Regions from separate parts of the Canis lupus genome. Here region 2 is linked to region 1. A link is a contact called in public Hi-C data. All regions are on one chromosome and are shown on one strand. Each heading gives the region's core, a stretch centred on a gene start, on an enhancer-like site or on the middle of the called end of the contact. The rest is flanking DNA. Distances are from core to core; before and after follow the strand shown. Region 1 holds the start of ANKRD40 (ankyrin repeat domain-containing protein 40). Region 2 has its middle 69 kb from the start of TOB1.

Region 1 (5,116 bases), core at 1,834-4,333:
ATATGCCATGTCTTATTCATCCCTGTATTCCCAGATTCCTGCACACTATATATGTAAGGAATAGTTCCTATTCACTCCTAACCACATGAAAGACAGTCTGGCCGCCACCCCTACTGCTCCACGGCAGCTTCCTTCTCCAAGGTCACCAGCAGCACCACCTTGTGGCTAAATGCATTCTACACTTGTCAATCCTTTCTTGCTCTTTCTGCAGGATTTGACACTGTGGGTCATTCTCTTTGCTCGAAATGTTCCCCATTCCTTTCTTTTTCCTCCTACTATTTCAGCTGCTCCTTTTCAAGCTCATTTGTGGATTTTTTCTGTCCATCATTAAAACGTTGGGTGTTCTTTGGGGTTCTGTACTTGGCTGTCTTCTCTTGGTACTCAACACACTCTGGTGGGGCTGTCCCCTCTGTTCCTATGACTTCAGCTAGCACCTTTTACTGATGACTACCAAATTCAAATCACCAGTCCAGAACTACTTTCTAAATGCCATACCCATATACACAACTCTTTATGGGCATCTCTACTTAACAGGAAAATCAGAAAAGAAGCATGGGCTATGAAATCAAGCTGCTTGAGTTCAAAGCCTTGCTCTATTACTAACTAAGCTATATGGTGTTGGGCAAGTTACCTCTCTGTGCCTCAGATAATAACAATGGTTCTAACTCATGGGGTCATTGGGAGAATTAAATGAGATAATCCAGGTACAACACTTAGCGTAATACCTGGCAATGAGTCAATTAATTAATTAAAGGTCTTCAGAAGGCTCAGCTCAGCAGAATCAAAAGTGAATTCATCACCATACTTGAAACCTGTTCTTCCTTCTTTGACTCAAATCTCAGTAAATGGCACCATTATCTCCCCAGCCAGAGACCTGGGTGTTATCCTTCATGATCACACTGCCTTCCCAGTCTATCAGGGGCTCTTCCTTGACTGGACTTTGCCATCACATACCTACGATCTATTGAGCCTTTCCCATGTCCGGACCTTACACATTCGTTCAATCCGTAGAACAACCCAGCAAAGTAGGTGCTAATATTATAACCTCTATTTTGCAGATGCAGAATTTGAGGCACAGAAAGGTTAAGTAACCTACCTAAGAAGATATGAGTGCCAAAAGCTGGGATGCAAATCCATGCAGTCTGGTTTTAATCTTCATGCTCACAAATAACTGTGCCATATGTCTGTACTACTTCTATTGTAATACTTATCACCTTCTATTGTTTGCCTCTCTCCCCTGCCAGACTGTATTCTTTGAAATCAGGGACTTTTGTTTGCAGCAACACCTTCAGTGACTAGAATAGTGCCTAGAATAATACCCAGTGAATTAGAGACCAAAGGAAGTATAAACAAATGAGGTAAAAGAATAGCCATCAGGTTGCATTCAGTTATGGCCAGGGTTAGAGGTTTTGTTTGCAGAGAAAGCTTTTGTTGTTGTTGTTGTGTGTGTTTTAATGTGAGGATAACAAAAAGACTGAAGTCAAAGATAAGCAGAGGTCCAGTTTAAGAAGATGTTAACATCCACTGATTTAACAGTTATTTTAGGGCACACGCTGTAATCCTTTTAAGGAAGGCTTCACAGACTTTGTCGTGCGGTCACTACCAATTTTTTAAAACTGCTTTTTTAAAAAAGAGGCCACTACCTACTCCCGTGTCACTCAAATTATGTTAAAGGACCCAATTCCAGTGCGCAGCACGTCAGCCTCAGATGCAGTATCACGCTGGATCTGAGAATTAAAATTTAAATTGGGGGACACGTAAAAATGTAAGCTCAAGCTGAGTTCCAATTTGCTTGGGGGTCAATGGAAGTGCGCAGTCGGTTTATAGTCGGCACCACCTGGTGTGCACTGAGTACTGTGCGAATGACTGTGTCAGAATAAACAGACATGGGTTTTTCTTAAACAGTAGCAAGAAAAATGCTTGTCATGCAGACCCTGGGCAGCCCCAAGAGAGGGAAATGAAAACTCCATGCCTACATTCGTCCCTTCCTAGTTCATCTCCTCCCTTTGTTCAGGCCTTTCTCCTATCCACCCCAGGGTGGTTTCCTTAGTCCTCCCGACTCCATCTGCAAGGTTCCATCCTGTGCAACACGGGAAGATCTCTCCGAGGCACCTGGGCTCAGCGAAACAATATTCTGTTTTCCTCCCACGGTGTGTGTGTGTTGGGGGCGGGGGGGGGGGGGCGCAAACCAGGGCCAACCCAGGCCCTGAGGTCGATCATGCAGGAGTCGGGCAAATGCTGTGTATATACAGCCTCCGTGGTGCTTTTCTTTACGCTCTTCTCTCCTTACATGGCCTTCACGAAGAGTCCTTAACCATGATGTACGAGCAGTAGGAAATTACAGCTTATAGACTCCCAGGCACAATATAAATATTTCCCTGAAAGCCAAAATTAGAAGACCTCTCTAAAGTGAGCCGTCAAACAACAGCGATATTCGAACCGGATGGTCCCCAGCACTGTCGAGAGAAGAAAGAGCAGTGTAATCGGTCTCCGCTACTGCGGGCGGACACTAGGAGGATCGTTTCCAGCCCGTTTCCCCATCCTGCTGGGCAGGAGTCGGCTCAGACAAGGAAAAAGAGCCCAGCGGACTAGGGTGGTGGAAAGCACCGGCTATTATTACTATTATCGTCTTTGAGGCCGCGGCCAGCAGCCTGCGCAGGGCACGGGCTCTTCCGGCGCCCCGCCCGGCTTCGCCCTCCGCGCGCGCCGCCCTCCTCCCCCGGAGCCGCGGGGCGGGGAGCGCTAGGAATAGCGCCTGAATCACGGCGGGGCCGCTCGGTGCGGCGGTTACGTAAACAGCCGGCCGGGCGCCGCGGCCCAGGGTAGGAACGGAAACCCTCCGGGTCGGGGTTGTCACTGCGAATAGGGTCCCCCGGAGGCGGCCGGCAGGAGGCGCGGCCGGGGCGGAGGCTGGGGCCCGCGGCCGGGAGCAGCCGGGGGGCGGCGGCGGCGGCGGCGGCGGGCGGGAGCAGCAGCCCCGGGCCGGGCGCCAGCAGGGCGGGCGAGCCCCGCGCTCTCCGCATGGCGGGGAGCGGGCCGCGGCGGCGGCGGCGCTGACGGGCCCGGGGCGGGGCGGGGCGGGGCGGGGCGGCCGGGCGGGGGCCTGGGCCCGAGGGGAAGATGAGCGCGCTCCTAGAGCAGAAGGAGCAGCAGGAGAGGCTGCGGGAGGCCGCGGCCTTGGGGGACATTCGGGAGGTGCAGAAACTGGTGGAGAGCGGGGTGGATGTGAACTCCCAAAATGAGGTCAACGGCTGGTAAGTGGGGAGCGGGGGAGGCCCAGGTCAGAGCAGCGGGCCGGGGGGAGGGGCGCCCCTGCCGCCGAGGCCCGGCGCTGCCCGCGGACGCCCGCGGAGGCGTGGCCGGGCGCCGGGGCCTCCGAGGCCTGCGCTCGCGAGGCCAGCCCGGGCTCCCCCTCCCCGCCGCCCCCCTGCGCGGTGCCGCCGCCCGCGCGGCCCTCCCCAGCCCCCGCCCACGTGGTCCTCCCGGGGCAGCGCCCTCCACCCCCCTCCCCCCCGCACCCCGCTGGCTCGCCGGGCCGGAGGGAGCCCTGCCGGCTGCGATTCGATTGATCCGCACGCTCGTTCGTATGGCGCGCACCCCAGTTCCGGGGGCTGAATTATTTTGCCGTAGGAGCTTCTGGAGAACACACCTGTGCACAGCAGAAAAAAAAAAAAAAAAAAGCATTTAAGCAACCGAGCAACTATGAATCTTATAATTTAGCACGGTTTCTTTTCCCAAGACCGGAAGGAAAAAAAAATCACTCGCATCACTCTTGTGTCTCTCTCTGTGGCCTCACTGCACCAGTGATTTGCAGCCGCCTGTGGAAGGCAGACTTACTCGGTCCCCCGGAGTGTTTTTGCTTTATTTCCTTATTACAATTTTACATATAGAATTTGAATCCAGACTCTCGATGTTTGCCTGCAGACTGAGTCCTTCCAACTAAAGGAGTCCCCATCTTAGGATGTGCTGGTCAAATTTTTAGTGTTAAGTTACCGAATGTGGTGTTATTCTGTCCTCTTCACACTTCATTTTTGGAGTTTTATTTGAGCCAAGTCGTGCTTAACCTTAGGCCTGTTTTTGCTAGCTTAAAGTGAGTTTGGAAAGGTTTTATTTTTTAAAAGTGGAATCCTACATTTTGGAATGGAGAGGGACATTGGAGATGGCTCCAACTGCAGAAAAAATAACCTGCCCTAAGGTCACACAGCTCCTGACAGGCTAACCAGAACCACAACCATGGTTTCCTGACTCGCTTGTAGACTTACCTACCTCCTAAGGAGAACAGCCTAGATAGCTATCCAGAAGGCCAGGAAACAGTGGCCTGCTGCCTTTTGGTTTTGTTTTCCTTAAAAGTGTTTGCAAACAAGCTTGCTGCTCTGTGCGTACCTTTTCTGAGCATTGCTCTGTGGTTCACAAGCTGTGACTCACTGTTTTGGCAGTGGGAGGCAGTGTTGTGTAGAAGGAGTCCAGTCTTTCCAGCAGGTTCTTCACCCTTCCCTGCTTTAGCTAATACAGCCTTGCCTGGGTAACTTCATTTCCCAGTCATTTGAGAAGAGTGTTGTGAGCAAGGAAGGAGAAGCAGCATAGTATGAATCGCTAACATGTATTGAGTTTGCTCTTGACATAAACAAGGCTCTGAGAGCTTATCTCATTCACAACTACTCAAGAACAGAGATGTTACTCTCTCTGTTGTATGGATGGGGAAACCGAGGCCCGGCAAGATTAAGTAATTTCCCCAAGGTCATAGGATTTACTGAAAAGGAAGCCAGCATCTGACTCCAGACCCTACTTTCCTAACCACAATGCCTGCCACGTTGCAGTAGGTGTTTGGTATTTGTAAGTTGAATCTGAAGCAACCTGAAGAGGCTTCTCCTCAATCGGAGAAGATGTCTGTTAGGCACCTCATGTTGGAGGTTCAGGTTTGCATTCGTGATCTCCCCTCATGCCCCTGATTGCCCCAGGCCTGCTCCTCTGAGGCCTGCTCAACTCGGCGTCTGGGGTGCTCAGACCAGAGCCGATGGTGCCCTGATGGTGTCCTTGCCTCCTGTCTCCCTCATATTCCACATCCAGCCAGTCAGCTAATTCTGTCAGCCTCATCTACAGCTGTAGTTAGAATCTT
Region 2 (5,116 bases), core at 1,576-4,075, 200 kb before region 1:
ATTTTATTCATTCATTCATTCATGAGAGACAATGGAGAGAGGAAGAGGCTCCATGTGGGGAGCCCGATGCAGGACTCGATCCCAGGATCTTGGGGTCAGGCCCTGAGCTGAAGGCAGATGTTCAACCACTGAGCCACCCAGGTTCCTCCTTGTTAGGCCCTGTTACTCGCACTCAGCCAGTCTGATGTCCTTGGGTCTGGTCTCCCTTCCCCCGCGTTACCCTCCCCCACCGCAGCCACTTCCTGTTCAGGAGCAGCTGCGTGTCCGTCCGGGCTTGTCCCCAAGGTCAGCGGGCTTCCCATGCAGCCAGCAGCCCCACCCCAGCCTGACACCTATGCCTGATCCAGGGAGGGGGGCGTGTGGTCTGAACTCCCTGGGTCCTCCAGTCTCAAGGAGCGAGCAGGACCAGGTGGGGGGGTAGGGTGAGGGGGGGGGGTCCTTCTCTGTTGACTAGCCTGACCTTCTACCCTCCTCCAGGGCAGCCTCCTAGGCCATTCCACATCAGTCAGGTAAACCAGCAGATCAGTGCCCTGGCCAGGTGTAAGGGCACCCCGGGCACCCCCACCCCCACCCCAGCCCAGGGGAGAAGGCAGTGTGTATTGGGGGATGGTTCTTGTAAAGAAGACACTTGACCCCATGGCTGCTGAGGCTGAGGGGGAAGCAGGTGTCCACTGCAGTGAGTGGCAGGGAGGCCTTGCCAGGGGGATGACGCACAGGGCCAGGGCGTCAGTGACACACATCCTCACAAACCCTCCTCCCCGCCTGGGGTCTTCCCGCTGAGTCTGAGAACTGCTCCGAAGGAGCATTTTTGCTTCTAGTCCTCTCGCCTCCCTGAAAATGCAGGTAAAAGGGGTGGGCGGGTGGACCCCGAGGAGACCACCAGAGGCCAAGGCTTGAGAGGAGAAATCTCGAGTGCCCAGGTTCTAACACAATTCACCTGCCTGGAGGGTGGGCTCCTCCTTCCGGGCCTGCTTTTTCTTCATTGAAAGCCTTAAAAAGTGAGCACTGGATTGTTCTAGAAACTCTGCCCCAAGCAGGGTAGGGCAGTAACAGCAAGATCATTTCAGAAAATTCTCCTGTGGTCGGAACATGTGCCCAGCCCACCTCTGCCCACCAGCTCGGGTGTCCCAGGCCAAGTGAAGGCCTTAGGGCCAGAAGGTCCTTTGGGAACAGAGCATGAGCTAGGCCCAGTCCTGGATCACTTTCCTTAGCCTTCAAGGCAGCTGAGGCAGGGGTTTCCCCACCAGAGGGCCGGCGCTTAGGCCAGGGTCTCGCCCCGGACACTGCCAACACTGGGGCAGCATAATTCTCTGTTGTGTGGTCTGGACTGTGCACTGTGGGATATTTAGCAGCATCCTTGGCCTCAACCCACTAGATGCCAGGAGCGCAGGCACACCCCCCGGCTGTGGTAACAAAAGTGTCTCCTGCCATTGCCAAGTGTCTCAGGAGCAGAACCGACCCCAAGAGAGCAACTGTCTTACACAAAGGGTGTGTCCAGAGACAGGCCCACATTCGAATCTGGATGGTCTGCTTTTCCTGCTCCCCCCTCTCCGTAGGTAAAAGTCTCCTTTGAAAATCTCTTTCCAGAGCAAGCCTGCCCAATTCAGTGCATGGGCTCCAGGTGCTCAGTCACGGGCGGACCGTTGAAAACATCTGCCGACAGGGGAGCAGGCCTGGATGCAGAGTGGGTGAGGTGGAGCCCGGAGAGGGCCCTGGGGGCGAGGCAGCTGCAGGGGGAGCACCTGCCTGGTGGCCACGCCCCTGCTTGGCCTTCTGCCCAGACGCTGTGCCAGGCCAACGTGCGCAGCCTCACTCATCACCTTGCAGATGGGTCACCCTGATTCACGGCCGCTGAACGTGACCTGGAGTTGTCTCGTTCCAGAAGATATCTGCAGTGGCCGAGTGACCTCAACACTTACCCAGGTACACTCACTCCTGAAGACCCTCAGATGGGACCAGTGGACTCAGGAGGTGGTCTTTGGTTCTGGGTCCTGGAATGTGATGATGGAGGCAGTGGTGGAGAAGCTTCTAGACTCCAGGAACTTCCACTCCCCCCCCGCTCTGTAGCACGCTGTAAAGACACCTGGTACGCAACACGTAATGGTAGTTCTCACTCCAGCTCCCGGCCTGGGTTTCCTGAGTGGAGGCATTGGCCTGAAGGAGGGCCTGTAATAATTGACATGCACGGAGCATGTCCGCGTGACAGGGTCTTTATGTCCAAACTACGGTAGATTCATGCAATGCTCTATGGGGCTGGCACTGTGATTACTATCCTCCTCCTGCAGCAGAGGAAGCTGAGCTCAGAGAAGTTAAGTAACTTGCACAAGGTCACACAGCCAGTAAGCGGAGGAGGCTGGGCACATACCCAGGTCAGACCCAGCGCCCTGGTTGGGGCTGTAGTAGCCCAGGTGAGAGGCCAGCAGGCTGGGTAGTGGCCGCGGCTCTCAAGGATGGAAGAGGGACTGCGGCGAGAGGAGGGGCAGGGCCGGCACCCAGCCCCGTGTGGGCAGGAGTGGAAGATGACTCGTAGGTTTAGGGCCCGAGGGCCGGACCGGGAGGGTGGTGGTGCTATTTATAGATGCAGGGAGGCCAGGGGGAGGGGCGGGTTAGGGCATTCTTTGACACGGTGGAGCTGATTTGCTAACAGTGGACATTTAGGGTGAGATTCGGCACAACTAGGAAGACTCAGCACGTATTAAAATGCCCCTGAAGCCAGCAGCCCCCTTACCAAAACCGAACCCCGGGGTCCCCAGCCACCAGCCCAGCCGAGCTCCCAGCTCCCTCGCCCGAGGCCCAAGTTCCAGGCTCACCCTGACCGCTGGGGGTCGCCCCTGGCGCACAGACACGGTGTGGCCGGCGGGCGCCTGCCCTGGGTCTCCCCGGGGCTCGCCGTGGCCCAAAAGGCAGAAGTTTCTCTTGTTTCAGGGTGGGAGGGGGGTCCCATCTCCCAAGACCCCGAGCTGCCGTTCGGCCCCCTCGCTCCAAGCACCCAGCGACACCATTTCCCGGGAATTTCTGGGACCCCCCCCAGCAGGTTCTGGTGACCCTCGAACCAGACCAGGGGAGCGAGCGGAGCCCCCGGAGCCCCCCCCTCCCGAGCGCGCGGGAGCCCCAGGCTGGGGGACACCTTGTCCAGGGCGCCGGGGCCGCCGCTGACCTCGGGCGCAGGAGCCCAGCTGTTCCCAATCGCGTTTCTCCCCTGACATTTGCGTCAGCAGCTCTGCCCTTTGACCTTTAATTCCCGGGAGTGGAGGGTGGAGGCAGCTTTGGTGATCAGGACTAATTATTTGCAATTCGATCCAACCAGCAGTTTATTGGGGTTTGGCCTGGCTGCCTGCCCTCTGTCCGCCTCCCACACCCCCAGGTTTATGGCTTTGGCCTCGTTGGGAAGCTGGGAAGAACAGAAGGTGGAGTGGTTCCACCCGGGAGACGCCGGGTTCTCCTGCTCCTGGGAGTCCCCTGTGGGCAGTGACGCTTATAGAAGTGCTTTGAGACCCCCGGATAGAGGAGGTGTCCCCATGCACACACCCAGCTTGGCCTGGTGTCCTCTTGGGCCAGCCTCCAGCTCTGCTCTGGGCATGTTGGGACACGTCCCAGGGTGGGTTGGCCAGGCCAGGAGGCGCTGTCCTCCCAGCTGCCCTATTAGTGGGTGCAGGGCTGGGAAGGATGGGAGGGGGGCAGGCAGTGCCACAGCCATGGGGCTCCCCAGGTCCCGGGTCTCCTGTCGGTATCCAGTGTCCCTCTATATTTGTCCTCTTGGAGGGGCAGGCAGCCAGCCGGACCCATGACGTCTCCTGCCGGGCCTGGGCTATTTTGGAGCAGCCTTGGGGGGCTGGGTGGGGAAGGCAGGGGTGGGGTTTAAGGGAATATTTCCTCCTGGCTCCGGGTCAGGGAAGAGGCTAAGGGTGTGTGGCACGGAGAACTGGCCCCGAGGCCTTTCTCAGAATTCCCTTTGCAGCTACTCAGATGTTCCTCTGCTCGGGTTTCCTGGGGATGCCTGGGCTCTGGGGCCCAGAGGGCTGTCTGGGCAGGAACCCCAGTCTCTTCTCCAACCCCCTCCCCGAGATTTTTCCAGCCATTCAGACATCATCCCTCAATTAAAAAACATCTCGCTCCATGCCAGGGCTCACCTAGGACTAGAGCTAGCTCGGTGGCTCCCATCTGTCCTATTTCTCAGGGCACCAACATTTCCAGAAAACAACTGAGGATGGGACGTGGTCACCAGGTCTATATTTTGCTGAGTTAAGGACATTAAAAGGAAATGTCAAAGGAAAGTTCTTTTTAAACACACATACACAATTGAACATACACAGTACAAGTGAAAGGAGTGCGCTTCACATTGTGGGTCTGACTCTGGGAAAACCTCACTACCTTGTCCTTGTCTTTCTCATTTTGCCACGACCAGATGAGAGCGTGGCAATCCTGCCCATGGCCTCATATTCCAGGACCTACGGGTCCCTCGCGTCCCTGCCTGAGCCCAAGGCCTTGGGCAGCGGGGGACCCCCAGTACCCTCTCCCACTCCCACTATCTCGTGGAGCAGTCACTTTGCTGCTTTACATTTTTCCCACCCCCCAGCCTCTAATATTATGAGGGGAGCCTGGGGAGCAGTCTGGTCCCTGTGCGGCGGGCTGGTGCAGTCGGGCCCTGGAGACGTCAGCCCACGGTCTCCACACTTCTTTGAACCACATTTGGACACGGGCTCAGGCCTTTGAACTGGATCTGGATGGGGGCTCAGGCAGGCCGGAGCTGTGCCGCTTCCTGGCCCGTGATCTGACACTAGTCACAGAAGCTCCCTCCCTGAGCTTCCATTTCTCCTTCTGTAAAATGGGTGTACTGGCTCCTCATCACAAGGCTAGTGAGGACTAAGAGAGTGTTTGTGAAAGTATTTTGTGGACTATAAAGCTTGGGCAGGGGCAGTTATTATTATTATGAGAAACTAGTAAATGGCTGAAGAAAGAGTATCCCGAAAGCTGACCTCAGCTTCTGGGTGCAAAGACGGTACTCGCACCCACCCCCGAGTCTGTGATCTTGGGGCCACTCCAACCCCACAAAGGAGCCAAGGAAGTCTGATCCCTGTGAGTCAAGGCAGCCTGGCCTACACCAAGGCCAGGTGCT

Evidence for each region. Hi-C and Micro-C count contacts between places; a contact is called where the count stands out from the background.
Region 2: a contact with region 1 is called in a Hi-C map of skin fibroblasts, with 2.0 times the contacts expected there. The contact joins the enhancer-like site here to the promoter of ANKRD40 in region 1. A contact is called at or near these places in 4 of 9 Hi-C or Micro-C datasets (amygdala, blood, skin fibroblasts and 1 more).

Annotation. Positions count from the first base shown.
Region 1 is chr9:26,559,113-26,564,228 of UU_Cfam_GSD_1.0, reverse strand. It overlaps ANKRD40 (ankyrin repeat domain-containing protein 40), which reads left to right and starts at 3,083. Exons shown (of 5, transcript XM_038547689.1): 1 at 3,083-3,254. The coding sequence starts at 3,121. LOC111097378 (a long non-coding RNA gene) reads left to right here. Exons shown (of 3, transcript XR_005364483.1): 3 at 1,059-2,140.
Region 2 is chr9:26,757,615-26,762,730 of UU_Cfam_GSD_1.0, reverse strand. No RefSeq gene overlaps it. Among named protein-coding and RNA genes, the nearest start is that of TOB1, 69 kb to the right of the region's middle. Within about 2 kb of position 2,825, at least 10 of the 20 cell types and tissues checked have an H3K27ac peak or open chromatin away from gene starts, as enhancers often do.